Regions from separate parts of the Mus musculus genome. Here regions 1, 2, 3 and 5 are each linked to region 4. A link is a contact called in public Hi-C, HiCAR-type and promoter capture Hi-C data. All regions are on one chromosome and are shown on one strand. Each heading gives the region's core, a stretch centred on a gene start, on an enhancer-like site or on the middle of the called end of the contact. The rest is flanking DNA. Distances are from core to core; before and after follow the strand shown. Region 1 holds the start of Hey2 (hairy/enhancer-of-split related with YRPW motif 2). Region 2 overlaps Echdc1 (enoyl Coenzyme A hydratase domain containing 1). Region 3 holds the start of Echdc1 (enoyl Coenzyme A hydratase domain containing 1). Region 4 holds the start of Cenpw (centromere protein W). Region 5 overlaps Ncoa7 (nuclear receptor coactivator 7).

What was found. Promoter capture Hi-C pulls out the DNA fragments that hold promoters and counts their contacts. Hi-C and Micro-C count contacts between places; a contact is called where the count stands out from the background. HiCAR-type assays count read pairs that join an accessible place to other places.
Region 1: a contact with region 4 is called in a Hi-C map of B cells, with 14 read pairs. The contact joins the promoter of Hey2 here to the promoter of Cenpw in region 4. A contact is called at or near these places in 1 of 39 promoter capture datasets (pre-B cells), 1 of 484 Hi-C or Micro-C datasets (B cells), 1 of 115 datasets of contacts at active chromatin or transcription factors (bone marrow-derived macrophages) and 1 of 9 other capture datasets (liver).
Region 2: a contact with region 4 is called in a Hi-C map of B cells, with 6 read pairs. The contact joins the enhancer-like site here to the promoter of Cenpw in region 4. A contact is called at or near these places in 8 of 39 promoter capture datasets (the 3T3-L1 cell line, the C10 cell line, hippocampal neurons and 3 more), 1 of 484 Hi-C or Micro-C datasets (B cells) and 1 of 9 other capture datasets (pancreatic islet).
Region 3: a contact with region 4 is called in a promoter capture Hi-C map of pre-B cells. The contact joins the promoter of Echdc1 here to the promoter of Cenpw in region 4. A contact is called at or near these places in 3 of 39 promoter capture datasets (maxillary cranial neural crest, neural stem cells and pre-B cells) and 1 of 115 datasets of contacts at active chromatin or transcription factors (pro-B cells).
Region 5: a contact with region 4 is called in a HiCAR-type map of embryonic stem cells, with 3 times the contacts expected there. The contact joins the enhancer-like site here to the promoter of Cenpw in region 4. A contact is called at or near these places in 4 of 39 promoter capture datasets (the C10 cell line, hematopoietic stem and progenitor cells, liver and 1 more), 1 of 115 datasets of contacts at active chromatin or transcription factors (embryonic stem cells) and 1 of 9 other capture datasets (adipose tissue).

The regions. Positions count from the first base shown.
Region 1 is chr10:30,841,337-30,844,036 of GRCm38.p6, reverse strand. Hey2 (hairy/enhancer-of-split related with YRPW motif 2) reads left to right here and starts at 1,254. Exons shown (of 5, transcript NM_013904.1): 1 at 1,254-1,471. The coding sequence starts at 1,389.
Region 2 is chr10:29,337,469-29,340,168 of GRCm38.p6, reverse strand. All of the region lies in intron 5 of Echdc1 (enoyl Coenzyme A hydratase domain containing 1), which reads right to left. Among named protein-coding and RNA genes, the nearest start is that of Gm25596, 11 kb to the left of the region's middle. Within about 2 kb of position 1,323, at least 2 of the 459 cell types and tissues checked have an H3K27ac peak or open chromatin away from gene starts, as enhancers often do. A contact at or near this core is called in B cells, where this site is marked.
Region 3 is chr10:29,312,162-29,314,861 of GRCm38.p6, reverse strand. Echdc1 (enoyl Coenzyme A hydratase domain containing 1) reads right to left here and starts at 1,362. Exons shown (of 6, transcript NM_025855.4): 1 at 1,129-1,362. The coding sequence starts at 1,195. It overlaps Gm46218 (a long non-coding RNA gene), which reads left to right and starts at 1,445. Exons shown (of 2, transcript XR_001779751.2): 1 at 1,445-1,625.
Region 4 is chr10:30,199,246-30,201,945 of GRCm38.p6, reverse strand. Cenpw (centromere protein W) reads left to right here and starts at 1,406. Exons shown (of 3, transcript NM_001109747.1): 1 at 1,406-1,585. The coding sequence starts at 1,466.
Region 5 is chr10:30,728,044-30,730,743 of GRCm38.p6, reverse strand. All of the region lies in intron 2 of Ncoa7 (nuclear receptor coactivator 7), which reads left to right. Among named protein-coding and RNA genes, the nearest start is that of Ncoa7, 74 kb to the left of the region's middle. Within about 2 kb of position 1,418, at least 83 of the 459 cell types and tissues checked have an H3K27ac peak or open chromatin away from gene starts, as enhancers often do. A contact at or near this core is called in embryonic stem cells, where this site is marked.

The DNA.
Region 1 (2,700 bases), core at 5-2,504, 640 kb before region 4:
TCTTTTCTCAAAGGCCTTTTTCCACCAAGCACAAAGAGCACCATGTGGAGTCTCTAGACCTCCACTAACCCACCCAGCGCTACAGCGCCAGATGGTCTAGCTCACGCCAGACTCCCCGAGACTGTCTTGCTCACTTCCTGAGCGCGCGGAAAAGTCGGCAGAGCCTGCTAAAAAATCCCCACAGTATGCAGAGAGAGACAGAGACTTAAAAACGGAGTCTGAACACCACACCTGGAGTTTACACAATCCATGCTGTACGTGCACTAAGAACTAGCGATCTGGGCAAACTTTACAAAACAAATACAGTGTACAAGTAAATACAAATCCTCTCCCCGGATGCTAAAGAACTCCGTGGCTGCACACACCGGAGAAACTGGAGGGATGACTGGGACATTTAATTTGGATAATCCAAATCCGAGAACTTTGAACTCGAAAACCTACTCAGATTTGTGTCCTACAATCCCTCTTCCCATCAGTAGGAAGACCACTCAAGCCTGCCATTTACCGAGATAGTTACACCCCCTCCCTCCAGTTTCTGTGTCCAGAGATACAAAGGAAGTAACCAGAGGTGACTAATCCAACAATGCACGGGGACAACCTCCTGCAGTTAGGCACCTGGACCGGTGAGCGGGCGTCCTTTATCTGACCACAACCTAGAGGCTGGGGAGCTGGCAGGGTGAAAAAAAAAAAAAAAAAACTTTGACTTAAAGCTTTCAAAATCCCCTGAGGGTCAACATGACCGCTCCGGTCAGCCACTCAGCAGCTTGATCCAGAAGAGGGACAGCCCAGAGGGGTGGGTCGCCGAGCCTAGCACTCCCACCCTAGACGTCACACACGCTCACTCGCACTCAGCCACGCGCTAGCGGTTATTCTTTAAACCGAGGGTAGAAACTCGGCGGGAGAGATCACGGCTTGCAGGTGATGGCCCAAAACCCAGGAGCCCTCGCCCGACACGCCCGCCCCATGCGCTCTCGCGCCTGCGCCCGCTCCCGCCGCCGGCGGTCAACCCCAGCGCTCCACTCCCGGCTCCCAGGTGCGCGGTGGCATTCCCACGCCTCTGCCAACGCCTCTCGGCAGCCATTGGCCAGCGCGGGTCCGCCCCTCCATATTAACCAATAGAAAGCCACACCGTCCCAGGGAGGCGGGGCCTGGAGAGTGGCCAGGGCGGGCACACGAAGAAGCGGAGGGGCCCCGCCCGCGCTGGGGGGCGTGGCCAGTACCGGGTCTTGCGCCCTGGCTGGGCTGCAGCGTGGGAAAGAACCTCCAGGAGCCGACCGCGCCGCCGAGGGAGCGGCGCCTGCAGAAGCCGGGCAGGGAGGGAGGGAGGAAGCCCGCGGGGAGCGCGCTGCGTTCCGCTAGGCGACAGTAGCTGCTCCTCCTTCGTCGCGATGAAGCGCCCTTGTGAGGAAACGACCTCCGAAAGCGACCTGGACGAGACCATCGACGTGGGGAGCGAGAACAATTACCCTGGGTGAGCGCGGAAAAGCGGGAGGGTGTCCGGGGAGCTTCGGGTGGAGAGGAGACCGTTTTCCCCGGGAAGCGGGTGCTAGAGTCGGGTGGGGCGAGAGATGGAGTTCACACTAGGCGTGGGAGCGACTGGAAGGGAGCTGGACTGGAGCGTGCAGGAGATGGCGAGGGAGGGTCCAGGGCTGTCAGCACAGGACACGCATACTGGCACGTCCGGGCGACGCCCCCGGTACTGGAACTGTATTTAGGGACAGTTCCAAAATAGGTCAGGAGAAAAGAAAAACAACTGGATTTCTGTTTTGAGAGAAACTGGGATCGCGACTTGAGTTTTTGAGGAGGTAAAGCATCTGAGCTAAACAGGCTGAGCTGCGCAGGTCGACAGAGGGTGATCTGGCTGACCCACCCATGAGTGACAGATATAAGGAGCAGATGAGACAGCATTGCTTTGCCTGCTTGTCCTTTAGTCTCCAGGAGATCAAGGTTCTGATCACAGAAGACAGACCTCCTGTTTCCTGTGACAGCAAGATTACCCAACCATTTTAGAGGCGGGGGGGGGTCAAATGATAATTGCTTCTAATTGGCTTGCCCAGAAGCACCTTATTTATTTATTTGCAGCTGTCACTCAAAGAGTGAAATCCTTCCCGCATATAGAAAACTGGATTTATTTCACGGGCTTATTTTAAGACGTAGAAATCAAAGCCGGAAAAATAGCTAAAGCAAAAACGATGCTTATGAGACAGTTTACCAACTCTCTCATTGTTAAAGTATTAAAAAAAAAAATGAAACCGTAGGCTGTCACTAGAAGGGGTGAGGAAGGAGTCAGTTGATTTCGAATTAAGACCCAGAAGTGAGCCGAAGGGGTGGTAATAGAACTTCTCAAAACTAGAGAGGACCTGGAGAGTTTAAGACACTAAAGAAGCATAGTACCTGTGAATTTCAAAGTGACAGAAAGTCCTAGGAGAGTATACATTAATGGACCAACTACACCACCAAATAATCACTTGATTGAACCTTGCAGTCTAAAAATACCTTTTAGTAAACTCAAGGTGAATTGCAGCTTCTCGAGATATCAGCTTGGTTTTAAGGCTGGTGGCACAGTTTCATTTTCAAAGTTAAAGCATGAAAAGTGCAAAAACTAAATTTCAACTTTCCACCCAATGATATGGTTAGGATATTCTTTTAGAGGATCAATATGCAAAACTTACAATCTGTTCTTTTTAGGCTATCCAATAA
Region 2 (2,700 bases), core at 74-2,573, 860 kb after region 4:
AATCCAGGGTGATGATTTTCAAAATTCTATGGTAAGAATCATATTTTTTCTTCACTTAAACAAAAATTGTTTTATTATCTCCCATTTTTCTACAAAAGGTAACACACCTAGTATCAGATCCTTATATAACTTCCCTAAACATATACACCAACAGGAAGGTTGATCTAATGAAATACAGCTAAAAATTAAGACCAGTAATAAAATATATCAACCTTAATTGTATACTGAAATAAGATTCCCAGTATCATTAATCTATAGAAATTATTAAGTAAAGTAGAAATTTCATTGAATATAAGTCCATGTGATACCATGACGGAGGCTCTCTGATAACCTAGATAACTACTAATGACTAATGGGCAGGTGTCAGCACTGCACAGTTCAAAGGGATAGCTCACCTCTAAGCAGACGAAGTTGAATGGCATGAGCTTTCACCAGGCCACTCACAAGAGCATGCAATCTGAATTAGAAAGGATTTACTCCCGTTCCTTTATATTTAATATTTTTAGGTTGTATTTTGACTACAAGTAATTTGTAACAAAAGATGCAAAATTCTGATGTGGGTAATAATTAGCTGTGGGTAAATTCTTTAGCAAATTACAAATACATACTACTAGAAAAAATTTAGAAACCAAAGACATGAATATTTTGTAGATGGCTATATCTGGCTTATAAAGGTGCCTAAAAATGTTGAACTAACTATGCCATCATTTCCATAAAAGTGGCCATGCTTTCACTGGAAAACTTTTAAAAACCTATCAGGTATGTTTCTGCATGTATCTGATAATAAAGATATAATCATGTATATCATAACAAATATTCAGTAAGATCCATAATATGCTAAACTCCAGAATAACACAGTATGTCAATGATTAAGTCTCTGATGGTCTTCTCTGATATTTTTTTCTTTCATTCTAAATCCTAAGTATTCCAAATTATGGAGAGGCAAATTAATATGAAAGATTATACAAAGATCTAGTAAACACTTGAAGAAGAACACCAGATAAAACATCAAAAGATTTTTGTTTTTATCAATGAACCTCTAACGTCTTAACTTGTGGTCCTATGGAAGAGCATTAAGTGTATTAGTACCTGTTTGCATATAGCTTAAAACTCTTTAAATGTTTTATTTTTATATAATTACATATTTGATTTCTATACTCTCTAAATACTTCTATCTCTGGATAAAATAAGGGAAACATCTAATCAAGTTAAAAACAAAGCTTTTCCTATTTAACTTAATTTCACATCACTCAAAGCCATGTGACTTATTTCCTCAAAGAACAAAACAGAGGCCCGTAATGCAGTCTGAAGTCAGAACAGCAGAGGGCGCTAGAGCATGAAATGACCTCTTTTTTCCATTGCATCTATGAATCCATTCCCTTATACTGGTTTTCAAAGAGGTTCAGATCTTGATAAATTGTCTCCTACATCAAAACAACTTTAAAGTTTCTGAGTTAAAAAAAAAAGGCAAAAAAACTGTTAACTGAAACAAGTCCTTAATTATCAAATGAAAAACAAAAATTTTCTTATTCATGAGTTTGCTTATGTCTATCACCCTATGTGAGTAAGCGCATTTTAATGCTGTGTGGAAATGAGAGGTTGTTACTAAAATGGTTAAGTGGGGGCTCCAGTGGTGTTGCCAGGTGCCCACCTTTGGCCGAGTCATGGGTTCCTAGGTTCTGATTGTGTAACAAATGAAACAGGACATTTGTGTTATTAGACTGCCTTATCAAAACTTCATTTCTAAACTAGTGAATAACATTCAACAGAATAAATCTAATGCTAAAGGAATTCCTTGTTAGGGAAGCTTTCATCTTCATTTACGACTTTAAAAAAAATATGTGACAAAAATCCATAGAGTGACTATGTGTAGTCTGTGATAGTTACTCTCCTCATTGACATGTCAAAATTCTAACAAGAAACTAAGGAAGGGAGGGAGGAAGGAGGGAGGGGAAAGAAGGAGGGAGGGAAGGGTTTATTCAGGCTCAGTTTTTGAGGGTACACTTTCTCCTGACAAGGAAGGTTATAACATTGGAAATGGGAGGGCTGCTCTGCACACTCAGAGACACTGAGGAAACAGAAAGCTGTAAGTCCTAGTGTTTCGCACACGTTCCCTTTTTTATACTGACCAGAACCCCAGGCCATGAAATGGTGCCACCCACAGAGAGAATCTGCTCACCTCAATTAATTTAATTTATGTATGCCCAATGATTTGTCTTTTGAAGTATTCTAGATTCTGTCTGGTTGGCAATCAATGTAAATCAACATACTGAAACCAAATATTCATTCTGATGGAAATATAAACAATTGGATGCTAATTTATTTTTATTATATATATGTATATGTATCTATATATATACATACATACACACATACATATATATGTATATATATATAAATATATATAATATTTATATATATATATTTAAATGATTGACTAAAGCAAAAATGTAGCAATGTGGCACTACACTGCATAGAAGCAAAATAAAGATAACATCTAAAGGTCAGGACACAAGAAATACACATAAAGTGTAATATCCCAATATCTTAACTTCAATCAGGTTAGGATTTTGCAGAGGGATGTGACCACTTTAAGATACATGCTGTAATTCAAAAGTAGAAGAAATCTGTCTCTTCCTCCCTCGCTCCCCTGTCAGTGTGTGTGTGTGTTTATGTAGTCAATAGAAGTAAATGGAATTA
Region 3 (2,700 bases), core at 113-2,612, 890 kb after region 4:
TAGGACAGCAAAGCAGCTGTTCTATCAGGAAACAGACCATTCCAGGTGAACATGCTCACTGCCAAGCCACTGCAAAGCACCTCTGGCCATCTGGGACCAAAGGTTTCCCTCTCCAATTCTACATGCTAGTTCTTCCATTAAAAGTCCTTAAATTATACTAGAAAACTAACATAATTCCATATTTAAAACAATTAGCATAAGTAAACAAAGAAAAATCATAAGGTACTTTTGAATGAAATATATAACCTGTTTCTCAAGTTTTCACATTACACACCACCTACACCTCTCCCCACACAAACCAAAGAAAAGAACTTTTATTTCCTCAAATATTGATTTTTGTCATCCCAAATCTTAGCACATATACTGTTACAGGGTTGTTTTTTGTTTTTTTTTTTTTTCCTGACAGTAATTTCAAGTTATCTTCTCTAAGTTCCCAGACTACATAAAATCCATCTCCACTACCAACAGCTGTGGTCACATCAAACACTATCATTAACTTCTAGTTCTGACAAGTCGTCCTAGTAAATTTAGTTTCCAAGAAGGCATCCGAAGTGTTGAGAACAGTCCCTGGCAAACGGGGATTTCCAAGATTTTTCTTAAAACACATGGCTAGTTCACCATCTAGCTGGTTTCTTCTAATTCACTTTGTTGCACATCCTCTTTGCGCCTCAGCTAGCTGTCAACTAATTGGTTTTCAAGTCAAAAAGACAAACAAAACAAGCCTGTCTTGTTGCCATCTTCCTCTTCCCTCCCCAAGATTTCACTTTTTTTTTTTTTTTTTTAACCTGTCAGGCTCCTATGAGGGAGCTATTTCTTCAAACTAACTCTTTGATCAGTCTTGGTCACATCTCTAGCACGGAGAACAAGAAACAATAACAAGTTAGAGAATCCGATGTGGAAGTTAGGAAATTAAGAAATGCTAACGTGTGGTGATGTCCTTAGTGAGGTGTTCATAACTCCTTGAGATTTGATAAAAGTGGAGACAGAATAGGATAACTTTAATTGCTCCCATCAAAGTTGGGTTGCTCTTCTTGTTGAAAAAGTTGGCTTCACGAAACAAAGATGTAGGAAAAGTTTGAAATAAGCAAGATCATTTAGCTCACAGGTAGAGATCCCACGGAACATTACCTCGGTTCTCACAAGGGATTCCAAAATATTCAGAAATCGGCTTAGAATTGACCTCACACCTTCTCATCCTTTGAAACTGCCAATTTAGCGGATTTTCCCACGTTCTCTGCAACGCCTCAGGATTTCCCAGAGACCTGCAGGAACTCACGAGCCCACCTGCGCGGCGGCGCCTGCGCTGCGGTGCAGAGCCAGCAGAGGGCAGTGCGCCTGCGCGGTGAGCGTGTGCGCAGCCGCGCGCCCCCTCGCTCTGCATTGGCCCGCAAAGGCGCGCCACCCAATCACGCCACAGCGCGCTGGCCAGGGTGCGGGGGGCGAGGGGGCGAGGGGGAGGGGACATCTCCGCGGCCTGTCACTTGGCCGCAGCCTTACCGCCGGCCCGCAGCCCCTGGCTCTGACTTGCGCTTCCGTGTCCTGAGACCCTCTTCCCGCACCCCACCTTCCGCTGCGCGCGAGCCTCTTCCGGCTTCCACACCGCTCCGGGCCTGTTTCCGCTCCTGGTATGCTCCCCGGGATCCTTTGGCCAGAGCTCCTGAGTTAGCTGAAGGAACTCTGGCGACCCGGAAGTCCCGCCCCTCCCCATCAGACTCTTCATGTCTGGAACTTTCACCTCAACTGCTGTAAGCTAGAGCAGGGAGCTCAGGTTTTTTTCCGTGGTTGACATCTCCTTGGTTTAGGGTTCAGACAAGGGAAAGGAGGCCACCCAAATACTTCGTACCCCAATTGGCTGCAAATGAAAAAAGGGAACGATAAGACAAGAAGGCGAGAGAAAGTTAAAGAGCGCTGAGCCTTCTTGGATTTAAGAGCTGCTGGGGGCAGTATTTTATCGTTTGTCAAAAAATACTTAGCAGGTTTTGTGACACGACTATGTCATGTGCTCTTTAAAGACTCGAAGCAAAATGTTTTTGTTTTTAAAAACGGAAGGAAAGGGGAGAAAAGAAAGATGGGTGTCCAGAGGGGGTCAGTTTTGTCAGCTCTGTACCTTGCTTTGGATGGCACTCTGGTGTTCATAGACTTCTGCAGTTATCATACATAATGATCAAAGAAATAAAAACATGTTTTCTGGTGGGATGGATATAATGTGGCAAAGCAGTAGGGCAGAAATGGTGACCAGTTTATAATACAAAGGTGTGTTTAATAAGGAAGAATTAATAAGCCTAGGTTAGCTGAACTGGTAGGAAGAAATCGTTACTAGAAGTGTTTAATTCTAGTATTTTTCAAAAGGCAGAGAGTTTATTCTAAAGCCAAATATAAGTGAGGTTTGGGTTATCCCCAGTTCTTTGTTCCAATATGAAGGTGTTAGGGTAACAGACCAACAAAAATTATTTTCCAAATACACTGATGGGAATGTGAAAGCATGGGGTGAAAGGAACAAGGAGATTTTAAGTCTCAGATCTTAGGTCTCAGAATCTGTAGCTCTCAAATTATAGTTGACCGCATCCTTAGCAGTTCTACTGGTGGAAGCTATTAGTTTGTCTGTTCCAAAAGACTTACCCAGGGACCATTAAATTGTTAGGTCACAGAGAGGTGGTAGCAAATGACTATTAAGCTAATGATGGTCCAAGATAAATTATC
Region 4 (2,700 bases), core at 157-2,656:
ATGCCCCAGTACAGGGGAATGCCAGGGCCAAGAAGTGGAAATGGGTGAGTAGGGAAGCAGGGCAGAGGGAAGGTATAGGGAACTTTAGGGATAGCATTTGAAATGTAAATAAAGAAAATATCTAATAAAAAAAGGCAAAAAAAAAAAAAAAGAGAACATTTTTGATAGAATGAATGTCCTAGGAATCTGACAGAAGAAGTCAAGAAAGACCTAAAATGATGTGTTCATGGGGAAAATGACTGTGGTTTTGACCTGGAGATTTAAATGCAAGCGCCAGCAACATTTATGTCTTTCCTGTCTGATGAGCCTCTGAAACTTTGAAGAATTATAAACTTCTTGATAAAATCTTTTAATAGGATCAATTTCTTCCATATCTCTTAATACCATTTAATTGGCACACAGGTATTTAGCTGGGGATGCAGTGTACACACAAGAACAGACATTGCATTTTGTAGGCTTATTTTTTTTGACACCACAGTATTTTAAAGACAATATCTGAATTGGCTTGCAGTAGCCTCATTACTATATGAATGAAAATAAATATAAGATTATATGGCAAAAAAGAATATATAATATTGCTTCTGCTTTTGTGATTTTTATTGAATGCTTAGGTGCTCAAATGTGTGCTTCTGCCTCTAAATGCTTTCTTGTGGTTTTTCCTTGGCTCTTTTTCTTCTGTTTTTTTTCCCTCTTGTGATTGTTTTTGCTTTGTTATTTTATTTTATTACTATTTGTTAGATCCCGTTTTGTTTTCTGAGGAGAGACTGAAAGGGTATTGATGTGAATAGGAACAGAAATTCGGAGCATTTTGGAGCTGGTAGGAGAGGGGAAATTGCAATCAGAATACAGCTTATGAAAAAGAAATCTATTTTCAATAAAAGAAAAAGAAAGTATATTTGAAAGCTATAGGGAAATTAAGGGAGGGAACAATGAAGGGAGAGCATTTGTGAGGAAAATCTGGTGTAAGAAAAAAAGAATCTCATGCAAAGCCAAATGCAATAATATAAAAATATACATTGCTTATTGGTAATATCAAAAAATCGGGCCTAAGTTCCTAATAAAACACAAACTTCTTTCATTTACTTTCTTATTCATTAGAATCCAGTTGCTATATGGATAGCTTGGTGAGCACAGAAGGGTTTTACTGGGCTTATTGACTATTTTCACAATTTCTCATCCTTTGTATGGAACCAAGAGTCGAACTACAGCACCATAGAAAACTACAGACAAAAACAGCAAAGCAAGCCTTAGAGACCTTGAAGCAGTGGGTTCGCAGGACACACCCTTTTCCTGAGGAGTCCATCCTCCAGCCTGCGCTTCCGGTGCTGCGGTGGGTGTGGTTTTCAGTGACGTCACAGCCGTGCGCCGTCCGGCGGCCAATTCAAATCGACCACTCGGCGGTGTGGGGAGGCAAGTGGCGTGTCAGTCTGTGGTGAGCGGCCCTGACGTGCGACGGGCCGCGAGGATGGCGCCCTCCACCACAGTCACTAGGCGGGTAAAGCGCAAGGCGCCCCGCGCCTTCCTCAAGCGCACCTTAAAGCAGAAGAAGCCTCACCTAGGTCTGGGGAGGTGCTGCGACCTCCTGGTAAGTCCTGCTCTCTCCGCCTTCAGGCCCGCCGGCCACGACCGGCCGCGGAGCGCCCTGCCCCGGGGGACCGCGGAAGGAGGACGCGGAGCCCGTTCAAAACTCCCGCGGGAAGGCCCCGCACCCCCCCTTATTGCTTCCAGGGCCAGCCGTTAAGGAGACTGCCTGGCTCTGGGATTAGTTTAATTGATCCGGGTATGGAAGGTAAACCGGCTAGAAACAGATTTGGGCCCCTGCCTGCCTCCCCAGCTCCTGTATGTTCTTACCGAACCCATTTCTCTATGGCCGCTGCACTAGGTCCCCTACTAAAGTGATCGTGTAGATGTGGCGTCAAGTCTTTAAAACTTTCAAGACTCGTTTTTCAGACTCGTGTTTACCTGAAATATAGTGCTTTCCACTAATTAATTGGCCCAAAAATAAATAACAATGTTACAGCCTGAAAGTAAAATCAGTTTGTTTTCTGCCCTTTTTTTTGGGGGGGGGGGTGTTGTTTTGTTTTACTTTGGTTTCGTTTTGTTTTTTTTTCAAGACAGGGTTTGTCTGTGTAGCCCTGGTTACCCTGGAACTTGATGTGTAGACAAGGCTGGCTTCGAACTCAAAGATCGGCCTACCTCTGCCACCACCACTAACACTCTCAGTATGTTGATTTTCAAGGCAGAGTTTCTCTGTACCTGCCCGGGGAAGTCCTGGAATTCAGTTTGTAGACTAGGCTGGAACTCACAGAGACACCCCGGCCCCCAACCTTCATCCCTGCCTTTGCCTCCCAAGTGCCTGACAAGGGATGCAGAGCTCTTAACCACTGAGCCATCTCCAGATACTGGTTTTCTTGACTACTACAAAATTATCTACATTCTCTCTCTCTCTCTCTCTCTCTCTCTCTCTCTCTCTCTCTCTCTCTCTCTCTCTCTCTCTCTCCATTGCTGTTTTTTTCCACATCCCTGACTCCTTAGTGGTTGAGATAGCGTAAGTGAGCTGGGATTTCCGTGGAATACACTTTTGATAGTTTCTTCTGTTTTCCCTGGAGTCTAACAGAGAACAAAACCCACCTGATGAGGAATATCCAGGAGCTCACTAGCTGATTCAAGGGATTGTCAGGCCTTTCTCAAGTAGCTTAG
Region 5 (2,700 bases), core at 169-2,668, 530 kb before region 4:
CTCTACCTCCTGAGTACTAGGATTAAAGGCATTAAAGGTTTTACTGATAATCTTTATGAAAACGTAAAACTCAATTTTTGGGCAAAATGTATATGCTAAGTTCTTCTAGAAGGAAAAACTCTTCAAGACTTCTATAAATATTTAAAAATTTAGATACCTCTTATGCACGGTATAAAAATTTAAAACCAGAAAAAGAAAATACAATGAAAAAATTCTCGCTCTCTTCTCTCTGTCCTTATTAACTTTATTTACTTATTTATTTATTTATTTATTTATTTTGTAAACTCACTCCCATGAGTATGTATGTGTTCATGTAGCCTGTAGACATAGCCCAGGCATGTACTCATTGGGCTTTGAATACAATTCTCATCTTCCCTTCTTGGCTAACCTCTGCCAGTAGGGCTGCAGTAGCTATGATCAGAGCTGCCAGCAATGGGAGGATTGTTCTATGTTTTGTCCCATATTACTACTAGCGTAAGTCCATTAAGCACTTGAAATGTATTATTTTTATACTAACTTTTTATTGAAAATTTCTGAGCTTCACATCATGCACCCCAGTCCCACTCATCTCCCCATCCCTTTGTATCTGCCCTTGCCACCTCCTTTCCTTCTCCCACAAGAAAGTAAAAAGCAAAAAGAATAAAATTTAAAACATAAGAAAACATCCGGTTATGGTAGCTGTAGTGTGTCACTGTGTGTCCACTCAGCTTTCCTTGCAAATGCTCATTGCCATGAGTCATTGGTGTGGTTAGAGGACCTGGCTTCTGCTACACTATCAATACTGGATCCTCACTGTGACTCATCTTAGAGATCTTGTTGTTGTCCTGTGCCATGGAAATCCTGCAGCTTTGGATCTGTAAGACCGACCCTTTCACACACTCAGTTCATAGATGAGGTAGATGTTAGGGCAGGCCAGCCCAAAGCCCCTAATCTGGGCCTGGGTAGTAGCTTTGTTGGTCAGCCTATCAGTGAAGAGGTCAGCTCAGGAACTTTGGAAAATTCCACCAGACCCTTCCCCTCCAGAAGGGAAAGGCTAATTACATTCCTCAGACCACAGGGAGTGGACCAACCATCTGCCACCTGCTGGTGGGGGAGGCCCAGAGCACATAGACACATTCCTCAACCTTTGGCCACCTACAGACAAGGGAAGTCCATGCCACCTCATTCCCTAAAGACCAATCAATTTAAAAGTCACACTTCTCTGCCAACCACATTGTGCCTAATGGCTGCTGCTCTGAAAACTGTATTAAAAACTCACCTTTGTGAGGGTCGTTCTCTCTCTCCTTCCTTTGTAGGGCGACCCCACCATGCTGGAACAACAAAAATTCCTCTTGGTTTTGCATAGATTCCCCAGGAGTTGTTCACTGGGGGTGGGGGTGGGGGTTCTCCGGTGAGCTAAGGCTCACCAGAGTCTTACATCAGCTCTCCCATACCCACACCACCAGGGTAAACTCTCCAGCACTGCCCAGGCTCACCTAATGCCATATCTGGAAAGGGGCAAGACCAGCTCTCCTGCTCTCATGCCCATGGGGCTGGATTCCCCTCACCCACACCATCAGAGCCAGCTCTACTGTGCTTCCAAGTTGAAGTACAGGGCCCACTTTCTTAAGTGTTGAAGCCAGCAAAGAGTGAGGCCAGCTCTGCACAGCCCCTGGATATCAATATGGTCCCAGGAGGTAGTCCAGACCAGGGATATCCACGTGATCTTTATTGTTAATAGGAGACATGGACATCAACACAGATCCCTGCTGCTGCATGGCCACCAACCCAGACATGGCCCTCACTGGCAGCACAGGCTGGGACTTCATGACCTCAAACTGCTCACATCAGGCTATTCCTCTGCACCCTCCACCCTCCTATCTCCAATTCTCTTTATAATGGCCAAACCATTTGGCTTCTCGTTTCTCTCTGGTCTCTCCACCACATACTTGTATATTGCAGTGGCTCCTGCTATGAAAGGGCCTCCTGGCTGGCTGGCCTCTGGGTCAAAATGTATTATTTTACAACTGAATTTTTAATAGTTAAATAATTTTGAAAGATTTAGTAATCAGGGCAAGTGAGGTAGCTTTTTGATAGAAGTGCTAGCTTCAAAAACCTGATACCTGAGTTTGGTCCCCAGACCCCACATGAAGGGTAGAAGAAGAGAAGAGAGCCCTTGTTCCACAGAATTGATTCTGATTTCCATACTAGCCACAGCATACATATCTATCTATCTATCTATCTATCTATCTATCTATCTATCTATCTATCTATCTATCTATCTAGGCTGGTTATTTTTGCACTGCAGAGAACTGAATTCAAAGCTTCATGGATGCTAAAGAAGCAACATACCAAAGAACTGTATCCCTAACCCATCTATTTAATATATTTTGAATTATAACATTGCATGTTTCTGTTCAAATCTGCCACAAGAGGTGAGCATCCATTCTTGCAAACACAGTAGGGATTAGATGCAGGCGTATCTGCAGGGGAGTGATCTGAAGCCCAGCGAGGGAGTGACTCTGTTCACAAAACAGTAATGAAGTAGTAACCTTGTTAAGCCTTCCCTCATCCTCAAACATCCATTAACAGTAGAAGTCCTTGCTCAGGATGCTAACTGCAGGGGCCAGTGTGTGCTTTAGTTTCACACCACTGTGTTGCTCTCTACATTGCCCCCACCAGGGAAGGGACTGTAGAGTCAGAGAGGAAGTTTTTCAAAGC